Linked DNA regions of Gossypium arboreum: region 2 is linked to region 1. A link is a contact called in public Hi-C data. All regions are on one chromosome and are shown on one strand. Each heading gives the region's core, a stretch centred on a gene start, on an enhancer-like site or on the middle of the called end of the contact. The rest is flanking DNA. Distances are from core to core; before and after follow the strand shown. Region 1 holds the start of LOC108454919 (pentatricopeptide repeat-containing protein At1g62930, chloroplastic-like). Region 2 overlaps LOC128280733 (a long non-coding RNA gene).

Region 1 (6,472 bases), core at 2,947-5,446:
ATCTAATGCATTAATTTTGACAATTTCGGGAAACCAAATTAATATTTTCCTTTAATTAATTTAAAAAATTCAACTAATTAAATTTATTTAATTAAAAAATCAATTAATTTACTTGGTTAGGCATCCACATTGGCATTTAAAGCTCATTTTAATTGTCGTATCGAACTACTGTTTGGGAGGTAACAGATCTTAACGGAAGAGTACCATTTCGTAACAAAACGACAACGTAACATTTCAAACATAAGTGACTAAAATGTAACCTGAGACAAACAAAAGTGACTATTTTAATAGTTTACTCTATATTTTACATCACTTTGTATGTTAAAAGCAACTGATTATATAATAATGTAACTCATTTCCTCTAAACCCTAAACCCTAAATTCAACAAAGTTTACCTTAAAAAAATTCATCACAGTTGATTATTTTTATTTTTATTTTTTTGAAAGAAAAGTTTCACTTGCATTTCTACGGAATAGCTTTTTTTAGTCCCCTGCTTAAATAAATCCTCCATGTGTACTCCCATACGTTTCTTGGTCTTGGCAAATAACAAAAAGCATTGACACAAATTTTTTTTTGCATTAAGATAGTTCATGCCACCAATATATTTACTTACCTTAAATCGAGTAGCTTTTATTGATCCTTGTAACAAATAAAAGCATAGACAATATTGCTCATATTGTAAAAAAACTTTAATTCATTTCCCTATACCAATCAAACCCATAAAAAATATTGCATGTATCATCGAGATATCCTAATAAATCTCTCTAGACCTTAAATCTCGTATTTCATGTGGTAAGTAAGTTGCAGACCATTAGATGATTCTTCTTGAACTACGCAACTCTTTCAAAGTACCAAAAAAACTTGCTTGATTTGTAAAAATACCCTAAATCATTCCCCTAACCCTTATAGACGAACCTTAAATCCTAAATGAATTATTTGTTAAATGATTGTCAAAATGTTTTCCTCAATCATATTCAAGCTTCAATTCATTTTCGGGTTAAAGATTTTGACCAAACTCTACCTTCAACTAAAGGTAACCTAAACTCTTCTAATTCAAATTTCTTTCGTGAGAATGGACTTCTTTAAGTGTTGAAGCATCAATTGGGTGCAAAGACAGCTTATAAACTATTCTTAAATAGGACTAAAGGTTTACGATAGATTCTACTTATGGTTAGTCTAAAAAATTTCTTCATAGCGGAAAAATGTTTCAACACTTTCGGAAGATCATAGACACAAAAATCATTTGAATCATGAGAGCCAAAGTTTCCTTCAATTGAAGTTAGAGTACAAGTGTTTGTAGTGAGAAAAGGTTGGAGGAAAATAATTTGATGAAAGTTTATCAAATGTTTTAATTTAGGTTTAAATTTTAAAGAAATAAGTTAAGACTTGCAACTTGAAAAGTTTCAGCTTAGGGTTAGAACTAAATGATTGAGGTTCAAATCAAGTTAAAGTTCAACCTAGGTTGATGTTTTACCAACCATGTGCACTTCACTCGGAATACTTTGAAATGAAACTTTTTCTCCAAAATGCATCCAAGGATTGGTAAAGTAATAGAAACAAGTCAATTATATTGTTTTTAAGGCCAAAGGTTCATTGGAATAGTCTCATTTAAAATTAATGAACCTAGTTTTTCAAAAAAGATTACATCTTTTTTTCGTAAAGGCCTACATCTGATCTTTAAAGAGGTTGGCCTGTTTTGAGGGTTTTGCTTTTGTGGTTGACATGAGAGGTTGACTGTTGGGCCTCTCTACTTGTGAAGAGACAACTAATTTGTTTCTTTATGTTAGTCGTCTTGTTAGGGTGCCTAAGATTGGGGATTTTAGTTGGCTCATAACTATTCAATAATTTTGTTGCGAGTATTAACTTCTTGCTACTGTTGATAAAGCCATTGCTATATGGATAGTTGCTCTTCTAAGATTTCATTTTTTTTTTTTTTTGCATTTACGTAAACTATTGTGAATTTACATTAGAATTTTGAGAGGTTTGCTCTCTTAGGGTGGAGTAGGGGTAATTTGAGGGAGATGGTGGGTACTAAATTTAGCATCTCATTGGTGGATGTTGGGTGTAACTCACATAATACAAGTAGTGTGGATCATAAGGATTATATGGGATATAATAAAAACTTGGTTGTAGTTGTTCTTGGGGTTGAGGTTCCTAAAAGAAAAGTTGTTGGGCACAAGCTTGCGGTTTATCCTAAGTTGCTAAAGGTTATAGTTAGGTTTTTGGATTTTGTTCTTGTTCATCTCTATTAGCGAGAATACTTAAGTTGGAATGAGCCATGTCTACCCATGCTCACCTTACCAATTATTAAGGGGTGAATGTGGATGGAGATGATGTTGATGATTCACTTAGTAGGTGAAAAGCCGTGTATGAAGTAGAGGCAAATAAAGCATAGAGAGTGGAGGAGTTGAGAGAGAGGTTGGAGAGTGCGAAAAATGATCCCTCCCACTATAAGGTTTGGAGAAATATAAAAGTTGACTTACATAAGCCATATGCCCTCTAATTAGTGGGCTTTTCATTCAATAGTACCCTTATTAAGTCAGTTACATAACCTGACGTGATTGGGTTGCAAGATATGTTAATGACTTGACAACCATATTATCATAATGATTAAGTTATGTATCCTTGGACCCAAGCGAGGCATGTGTTAAGCAAGGTAGTTTCCTTAATAAGGTGACTCTTTGGTTGGGTGAAGTATGTGTAGCATTATCTATATATTATTGTACACATTATATACAACACCTAAGGTCCATTAAGTGGAACTAATGTAGGATTTAAGATCAAAAAAAAAAATCTTTTAATTCTTTCAAGAATAATGCAATGTTTAATTCTTGTCATGGAGAACAAGGAAAAGATTTTTTTTACAAGCTAAAAAAAAATACTTTATTAAACTCTAACATTCATTTTGGTTTATTACTTAAAAATTTTGCCTAATCTTTCATTATTGGTCATTCACAAACCAAGGATGTAAATACTTTTTCATTTCTATCACATGACCAAGAGTACATTGTAAATATATGCTCAAAAGCATACAAGATGATTACACAAGAAGTTCTACAAAGAAAAAGAAAAAAAAAGCCTAAGATATGGAAGATCACCTTTCTAAGTTTAGATAAGTTTTCAAGATTCAAATGAATGAAATTTTGTATTAATTTTGACTAATTGTTTTGGTAAAATAGAAAATTTATCAATATAAGATAAGCATTTATAGTTTAGTTCTAGAGCGATATGGAGGGTTTTATGTTCTCCAATCATTCTTTATTAGAAATTGGATTTTAAACATGTCTAATGATATTGTTTACTTCTAAAAAAAAATGTTAATTTTATGCTTAAGCCGTTATCGATTTTGTATTTCAATAAGAGTGCTAGTATATCAACATGGTTAAAAAATCAATTATATGTGAATGAGGTATTGTTTTTAAAGAATATTGTATTGTGACTTGAGCCTCGGCATACTTCAACTAGATCTTTTGGTTTCCTTCCAAATGGTATATTATAAGTTTAAAACAGAATTCGGTAACTCAAGTTATGGTTAAAATATTAAAACAATGTTGTGTTAAAAATTTCATTCGCAAAAACTTTACCAAAAATGATCTTTATAATCACTTTTCTCCAATTATTCACCTAAATACATATTAAGTCTAAATCATATAATTAATAACTTAGATAACATAATTCAAGAGGAGAAACATAATAAATAAATTGAAATTTATGCATATTATAGAATGTTGTAAAGTAAGGTCTAGAAAAGCCCTAAATAACTCATAGCATTTAACTATTTTTCAATGATTTCTTAATATTAATATTAATTGGTTTCATGATTTCATGGTTGTCAGAATCGAATTGGATCAAATTCCTTGAACGGAGAGTTGACAGTCTGAACATCCACATAAAACTAAAAATTAGACCAACGATTAAGAACAAGTTAAACAGATAAAGATATATGTATATTCCTTCTACCAAAATCATTTTCATTTCTTCTTCAAGCCTTGGATGGACTTGATTACTAAGTCATTTGTTGTAAGAGAAACCTAATTGTAGAGAAAAAGCATTAAAAGAATTAAATATTTGAGAAGAAGATGAAATCAGAACATGTTTTTTTATCGCAATGTTTAAAATAAAAGTTTTTTACTTTTTTTGGTACTCAGAATGAAAACTTATGAAAGTATGGTGACTAATTGTGTAGTTTATCCATTCAATAATAACTAGCCCTAACAAATGATTCCTTAACCAGTCGAAACGGCAAAAGTCGTCCTCCCATTCTCCTCTCTGGCTCTCGTGTACTGTTAATGGTGGTTTCATTTGAAGCTTAGCCCTTTTTCTTTCATTTTTCTGGTTTTCTAGATATGGGTAAGCTCAATTCTTCATTATTTCTTCGTTCATTTGTTACTGGTGGAAGGAATCTTTCCAGTTTGCACTCTTCTTTTTCTTGTTCTTTTAACACCATTGGTACCCACATCGAAGCTTTAAGTAAGAATTCAATGTCTGTAAGGGGAAACCCAAAAAAGTATGACCGCTTCAATAATGTTGATGATGCTTGGACTTTGTTTAATAAGATGATTGAGAAGTACCCAAAGCCTTCAATTTTGGAGTTCACTAAACTATTAGCAGCCATTGTTAGAATGAAACATTATGCCATTGTTGTTTCTATGTTTAGCCGAATGGAATTATTAGGAGTTTCCCATAACGTCTATTCTTTGAACATCTTGATTAATACCTTTTGTCAGTTAAATCAAATTGATTTAGGGTTTTCTGTTTTGGGGAAGATGCTGAAGTTAGGGATTGAACCTGATGTTGTAACTTTGTCTACTTTGATTAATGGATTTTGTAAGCAAAGCAAGATTTCTCAAGCTGTGTGTTTGTTTGATGAAATGGTTGAAAAAGGGTATCATCCTAATTTAATTATTTACAATACAATACTTAATGGATTGTGTAAGACTGGAAATACTGATAGAGCTATTAGGTTTCTAAGGATGATGGAAGAAAGAGGTTTGGAACCAAATATTGTAGCATATAGTACTGTCATTGACTGTCTCTGTAAAAACAGGTTGTTAAATGAGGCTCTCGAGCTCTTTTCTAAAGTGAAGGCTAAGGGCATTAGACCGGATATTGTTATTTACAATTGCTTAATTCATGGTATGTATAATTCAGGTCAGCATATGGAGGCAACAAGGCTTTTGAATGAAATGGTGGATAACAATATTTCACTTAGTATTTTCACCTATACTATATTGGTTGATGCATATTGCAAAGAAGGAACGATTTCTGAAGCTGAAGCTATTGTTGACACAATGAGAAAGCAAGGCATTGAACCTAAAGTTGTTACCTATAATGCATTGATAAATGGCTATTGCTTGCAAAACAAAATGGATAAAGCTAGAAGAGTGCTTCAATTGATGATCAAGAAGGGTTATGCACCTAATATACTTAGTTACAACATCATGATCAATGGATATTGTAAAGCTAAAAGGTTAGACAAAGCAATGGAACTCTTTCATGAAATATCTCAAACGGGACTAATCCCGGATACTGTCACATACAGCACTCTTATGCAAGGTATGTGTCAATTAGGGAGAGTTTCTACGGCATGTGAACTTTTGAAAAAGATGGTTGCTTCTGGACAAGTTCCAGACCTGGTGACCTGTTCAATTTTGCTAGATGGTTTTTGCAAAGGTGGTAAACTCGAAGAGGCATTGAAATTTTTTCAAGCAATGCGGAACAGTGGGGTTGAACTCAATATTGTTTCTTATAGTATCCTAATTGATGGCTTGTGCAAAACTGGGCATATCAAAATTGCAAAGGATTTATTTTGTGAACTCTCAATCAATGGTTTAAAACCAAATGTTTACGCATATGCTATAATGATTAATGGGTTCTGTAAAGAGGGATTGCTAGATGAAGCATACCAGTTGTTTAGGAGCATGGAAGATAATGATTGTTTGCCTAATAACTGCTGTTATAATGTAATGATCCAAGGGTTTTTCCGAAACGGCTATTCCTCAGAGGCAACACAACTTCTTACAGAAATGGTCGGTAAGGGCTTTTCTGCAAATTTATGGACTGCCACCTTATTTGTGGATCTCATCATACGATCTAATAAATCAATTTTGATCTGAAATGTTGTACAACATGTTTCACTCTTCACACGTGATCTTTTTGAGAAGATTTTCTTCTCAGACATTTGAAGTGAGAATATTGTTGACGGTACTGTTTAAAACCCAAAAACTCTTTTTTTTTTTGGGGGGTGAAGGAAATTGTCGAAACTATATCCCCTTTGCAGCTGTAATCGGAGCCTCCACCTTTATTCATTAAGATGGCTGTTTCCTGCCAAGCGGAGCTTGTATTTGCACTGATTAACATACAGCGGGTGAATCCTCAACAGTTCACTGGCAAAAGGCTCGAAGAAAACACTTCACTGCAAAGTGCTGAGGCAAGTGGCTGGTCCCAATCGGCACTTCCAGCTGGTTCCACT
Region 2 (6,164 bases), core at 2,016-4,515, 200 kb before region 1:
TTTTTCAGTGGTAATGAAAAGGGCAATTTCGAAACCCTGTATTCTGATGATCGAGTCAGTAAATATTATTTAATAATATTTACTAGTTTAATATAGTATTATATTGGATTTTGATATGATAAATTTGCTAATTGGACAGTTAGTTAAAGTACAAGTGGTTTGACCCTAAAGTCAGTGGTTTTAGAAAATGAGGTACAATGACTAAATCGTAAAAACTGTCAAAGTTTGTAAAAATTACCATTGATGTATGCTTGAAGCTTTTGTGGTTATTTGGTTAGATTTGAAGCTTACATATGAAAAAGGACTAGTTTGTAAAGTAAAAGTTGTTAGTTTTGAACTTAGGGACTAAAGTGTAATAATTTTGAATTCGGCATGAAATTTCTATAAACATAGGTTTTAATGGACTTTAGAATGATGGAATTGAGATTGATTTCAAAATTGAAGCACAAATTTGAAATTTTTGGCATATTTGGTTTTAGGACTAAATTGAAATAAATGCAAAACTTGAGGAATTATTCTATGGATGAAATTGAATTGTCTCATAATTTTATTATGTTGTTAAATGATGTTTGGAATAGATAATTCAATTAAATTATGGTTTAGATCGATATTTACAACAATTGGAGGATATACAAAGAAAAGGGAAAAGTACTGAATAGTCCTTAACGCCTAAACCGTTGTTGTTTTGCCAGGTAAGTTCATACGATATAAATAATTTTAAGTTGCTATTAAATTGTATCTAAATGCATATATATAAGTTCTATTGAAGGTTTGGATTATTTACAAATTAGTACATAAGTTGTAATTGGATTGAATTAAAATGAAATGGTATTGAACTTTAATGTGGAGATAATCCTAATGAACTTAGTAAAAGTCTTTTACACATAGTTATAGGTTGATTTCCGATGATTTCATGCTCCAACATTTTTTTGTGAATTCGAAGATACATGTAACACAAGTTTAGCTCGGACAAGTAACCTGATGTCATTTTATAGGTTTAGCTCGGATGGGTAACCTTACATATATATATAGCCTTGGCCAGCTATTTATTGTGTCAATAAAGGTTCCTAAATAGGTAACCCAACACTAATGTATGTGCTTAGCTCGAAGTAGCATCAGATCTGATATGTACCTATATATTGAGTTCTTTTACAATGATTCATCAGGAAATATAAAAGATATGAAATATCGATACTAACAAGTGATGAATAGAAATTCGTATGTGAAATATCTTGACTAAAATTTGGTATATTACCATTTGGAAATTATAAATGTGATTATGTACCAAATCTCACCTTGTTGAAGCTGTTTTATTATGCCCTGATAGGTGAAATTGTTTTGCATAGCGATTTGTATATGTTAAAATGATTAAGGTAAGCTAATTTTTTATATTGTATGAGCTTACTGAGTATTTGTAATACTTACTCGTTGTTACTAGTTTCTCTGTAGATTTTAGACGTTTAGAACGTGTCAATCAGATCAACAAGAATCTCACACCCTTCGTCTTTCGATTCGGTAGACTTTTTTTTGTTTCAAACTTGGTTATATGTGGCATGTACATAGGAGTGTCAATGGTTGTAATGTTAAGTATGTTTATGGTATAAATAAAGTTTTAAGCACATATGGTAACTTATGAATGTGATTAAAGGTTGTGTTCACAACTTTGACACATTGTAATGCAACATGAATGATTAAGCAAAAATGGTTTTGTGCATATGAACTAATTTGTAGTATGAATTGTATAATGTTATGGAATTGTTTTTAATGATCATGTTCATTTTTAAGATTTGGTGTCAAATGTGGCATATTGGTTAAATGATTAGGGAAATGTTATATGGCATGTTTTGGCATGGTATTGACATGTTTTGGAAATGTTTTAAATGTTGTCAAAGGCATACATAGGCATACTTGGTAAGTCGATTTGAAACAATATCAAATGGACATATTTTGGCCAAAACAGGTTTCTCATCCCGACGTCGAGCTTCTCTCGTAACAACATCGACCAACAGCCTGTGACGTCCTAATGTCAAGTGGTCCGTATCGTGACGTGACAGAATTTTGGTGCCGTCACGACGTGGGGAATGCCTCATCACGACATTGGCCCTATATTTTTTTCAAACTTTATAATTTGATCCTTGTTCAATCCCGAATCAACTTTAGAGCTCACGTAAGCTCATGTTTGGCTTGAAAAAGGTTTAAATTTTCTCTAAATGACTTATATTATGATTGATATTTATTTTTTATTTGAATTATCCATTAAAGGTCTGTGACTGTTCTATTTGTACTATAGTATTTTGTAGCTCAAGCCCGGCGACCGGGACGGACTAGGGGCGTTACATCCTGAACCAAGACTTGTCTGATATCAACTCATCTATCCTAATACAAAATAGATATCTAGACGTGTTCATAACACCACATACATGAGACTTCCTACTGCAGAAACATAAGGAACCTTTCTCATATGCTCTTTTCCTTCTACTGTCTTAGAATAGTTCTCTAAAAAAAGATGAAAGCTCATCAGTACACCATTCCTATTACTAAAATATATATTATATTCTATAAGGATAAATATCAAAACTCTACATGAACTTTGATCCAATGTGCAATTATTCACATTACACTTTGACTTTGGTTCAAATATATACATATAAATTTGATTTAATTGTACACATTTAAAGAAATAAATACAACAATTTATTTTATATTTGATAAGTATAATTATTTGTGTACGTAGTATGTAAAAGTAAAATGATATTAAATCAACAATGATGTTAGTCCTTTATGAAAGTTTAATCAAATCAAAATATCGTGTATAAAATTACACAAAATCAAAGTTAATATATAACAGTTCATATTGAACCAAAACTCGTGTAGTTTTGAAATTTATCCCTATTCTATATATTGTAAATATCCAATTATAAATAAATTTAAAATATTTTACCTACTAAATATACATATGCACATTGAATTAATTTAGGATTACATTGTTGCATACAAATTTATTCAAAGGTTTAGCTTATATATATTGAACCAAAACTCATGTGTAGTTGGATGAGGTTGACAAAGTGGTTTGCAGCTCCGACTACTGGATCAAAATAAATATTTAAATTAAATTAAATTAAATTATAAATATTTTTAATGATTTTTAATATATTATAGTTTTCAAAATTATTATAATTTATTATTATTTGAAAATTGTATTGCCAGCAAAAGATGCAAATGAAAACACTACTACTAATTGTTGGGGCATAGTGGATGCAACCCATTGGGCCTCCAACACCCCTGAAGATGAACCCTCAGAAAGGACCTACCACTGCCACATACCTTAATAAGTGGAGCAATCTTGAGAAGTGAAAAAGCTTTAAGAGAAATGCTGTTAAGGCAACTTTGCATTGTTTGAACTGCCTATTCTAATAAAAATACAAAACAACCATTGCTCTTAGCTTTTCTACCCTACCATGATCTTATACAATGTAGATGCAAGAGGAATAAGATGCATAGTGTGGGAGAGAAAGGCAACAAGTGACATTCAATAGATGCAAAAGATGACTATGATAGAGCTATTTTCTCCTTCTATTAGATGATGTCCATTGTTGCTGCAACCTCAGTTCAAGCTTTCAACTTTTCCTTGAAAGTCCCACTAACAATTTTAAGGGTGTAAAAAATTTTGATAATCGTTTTCAATTTTGCTGAGTAAATTTATTTGGTTGCTATTTTAGGTTGGTTGCAAATGTTAGGTAAAACAATTTAATCTGTTTGGATTCTGTTTTGAAAAACTAAATTCAAATTAACCAAATTAACCAACTTTAAATATCTATTATTTTAATATAATTTAAAATATTTAAATCTAACCCATATTGAAATATATTATCCGAGCCTATATCAAAATAAATTCAACACACCCAAATATATTACCTAAACTCAAACACAACATATAAAAAAAACATGGTAATGTTGGTTAAGTCAGATAATTAACTAAAAAAAGTTGGTAAATCGATTAAAATGACCAGAAAAATTAGATTTGGTTTATTCAATTTTATTCATAAAGTGGGTTGATTTTGATTTAAAAAAAAAAATTGAAGCTAATTAAGTTGATTTTTGAATTTTTTTTGAACCAAACCAATAAAATTGAGCGGTTGCTCACCTCTAACAAATTTGATATTGTTTTACAAATAATTTTTTTTTGAAAGTTTTGAAAAAAAAATATTTTTAATAAAAAATAGTATATTAAAAAACCTAACGAGCACTTATATTATGGATAAATTATACAAATGGTCACCCAACTATGCTCACATTCTTATTTTAGTCACCTAATTTTAAAAATTTTCAATTTAAGCACTAAAATTTCTATTCGTGGCCATTAAATTGATAACATAAATAATGGTGTGACCTTTTTCCAACTGGTATAATAACATATTTAGTCCTCAATACTTTCATATTCTATCAATTTGATTCAAATCTAAATAATTCAATAAATCAAACCATTCACATTTACAAGTTCTATTAATTTGATCCCCAAACTTCCTGACCAAAACTTTTAGCATTTAAAACTGACGCATTCCACATTTATAAATTTGTAAAAGAAAAAAAAAATTCTCTGCAAATATAACATACTTGTAATATAAATATTTTTGAGGAATAAATATAAATGTTATATTTATACAATAAATATACAATTTATTAAACCATATTGAAAACCATATAAATATATAACATTTAAATATAATTATAAAATAAAAATATATTAATATAAGGAAAGAATTATACTAGAATTGTTCAAATATTGAATTTTGACACTTTTCTATAATTATTTATATAATTAATCTTTTAAAAATTAAAATGTTAAATTGTTCAATATAATTATATTTGTCAAATATAAATTATTTTAAACGATCAAATAGATTTAGAATATTATTTTTATTAATACTTGATTATATCAACCCTATCATGTATGTGAATGAAATTTTTGAGTAATGGTTGAAGTTTTTCTACCTTAAAGATTTAAAGTTAAAACTTTAATATTGTATTTTTAAGTAAATTATTTTAAAGATTTTATAAAAATATTAAAACACATAAAAACTTTTATAATAATAATTGTTGTTTATTAAAATAATATTTTAAACTTGATCTAATTAAATTGGTGCCCGGTTAACTTATGACCTAATTTCATTCAAGAGCTTTATATACTGTATAGATATATTCAAAAGTTTAAAGTTTTTACATAAAACAAATAATGCAATATTCTAGTTTTATTCAAAACTTGACAAAACATGATTTATATAAATAAAATAAAATAAAATAAAAGTGACGATTGAATTGTTAAAATATTAATGATACAACTAATCATAAAAATATGTAAGATTATTTTAAATTTATATTAATATATTTATTACAAAATATAAATAAAAAAAATTATGGACACATGTGGCTCTCAAATTAAAATAGCCTCTTTCAGTCAAGCCTTATGGTGGGTTTGTATGGGTGGTGGGGTGTAGTTCGTTTAACTTACTTTTTGTCTCACGCTATAGTATATAATCTCACCATTATCGTTGTTTTACACTAACCACGTGTAAATATACTGCCCATCCAAACCCACCATTAAACTCCTACGTGTTAATTATGGTACACACCCAATTTCTCCCTTTCCTATATGTAATAACGTAAATATATGAATATTTCAAATAATTTTAATGTAATATAAAATATTTTACATGTGACCATGACAACAAAAACTTAAAACATAATTTTTATATTATATTTAGCAATTAGAGATTTGTTTTTTTTAAGTTTTACAAATTGATAGAATTTGTAAATGTAAAAGATTAAATTTATTAAATTATTTAGAATTATGATCAAATTTATAGAACATGAGAATTAAATGTGTTATTATACTAATTAGAAAAAATCAAATCATTAATTTCGTTATCAATTTAACGATAAATGATTAAAATAAAAATAAATATAAAATTTAGAGCTTAAAAATCCGTTGAATTTATTCATAAAATCGACCGATTTCAATTTCTAAAAAATAAAGCTAAATTTTTCGAATTTGTTTTTAATCCAACGGACAGATTTATTCCTCTACAAAGATAAAATTTTTAAATAATTTTTTGGAAAGTTTTGAAATATATATATTAATAAAAAAATAAAATATTAAAAAAACC

What was found. A called contact is a pair of places that touch in the nucleus more often than the background predicts.
Region 2: a contact with region 1 is called in a Hi-C map of leaf, with 2.0 times the contacts expected there. The contact joins the enhancer-like site here to the promoter of LOC108454919 in region 1. A contact is called at or near these places in 2 of 5 Hi-C or Micro-C datasets (both in leaf).

The regions. Positions count from the first base shown.
Region 1 is chr9:1,295,543-1,302,014 of ASM2569848v2, reverse strand. It overlaps LOC108454919 (pentatricopeptide repeat-containing protein At1g62930, chloroplastic-like), which reads left to right and starts at 4,196. Exons shown (of 2, transcript XM_017753552.2): 1 at 4,196-4,350; 2 at 5,152-6,118. The coding sequence starts at 4,347. The coding sequence ends at 6,116. LOC128280805 (a long non-coding RNA gene) reads left to right here and starts at 6,246. Exons shown (of 2, transcript XR_008270968.1): 1 at 6,246-6,472.
Region 2 is chr9:1,493,717-1,499,880 of ASM2569848v2, reverse strand. All of the region lies in intron 1 of LOC128280733 (a long non-coding RNA gene), which reads left to right. Among protein-coding and RNA genes, the nearest start is that of LOC108455997, 3.4 kb to the right of the region's middle. Within about 2 kb of position 3,265, at least 1 of the 2 cell types and tissues checked has an H3K27ac peak or open chromatin away from gene starts, as enhancers often do. A contact at or near this core is called in leaf, where this site is marked.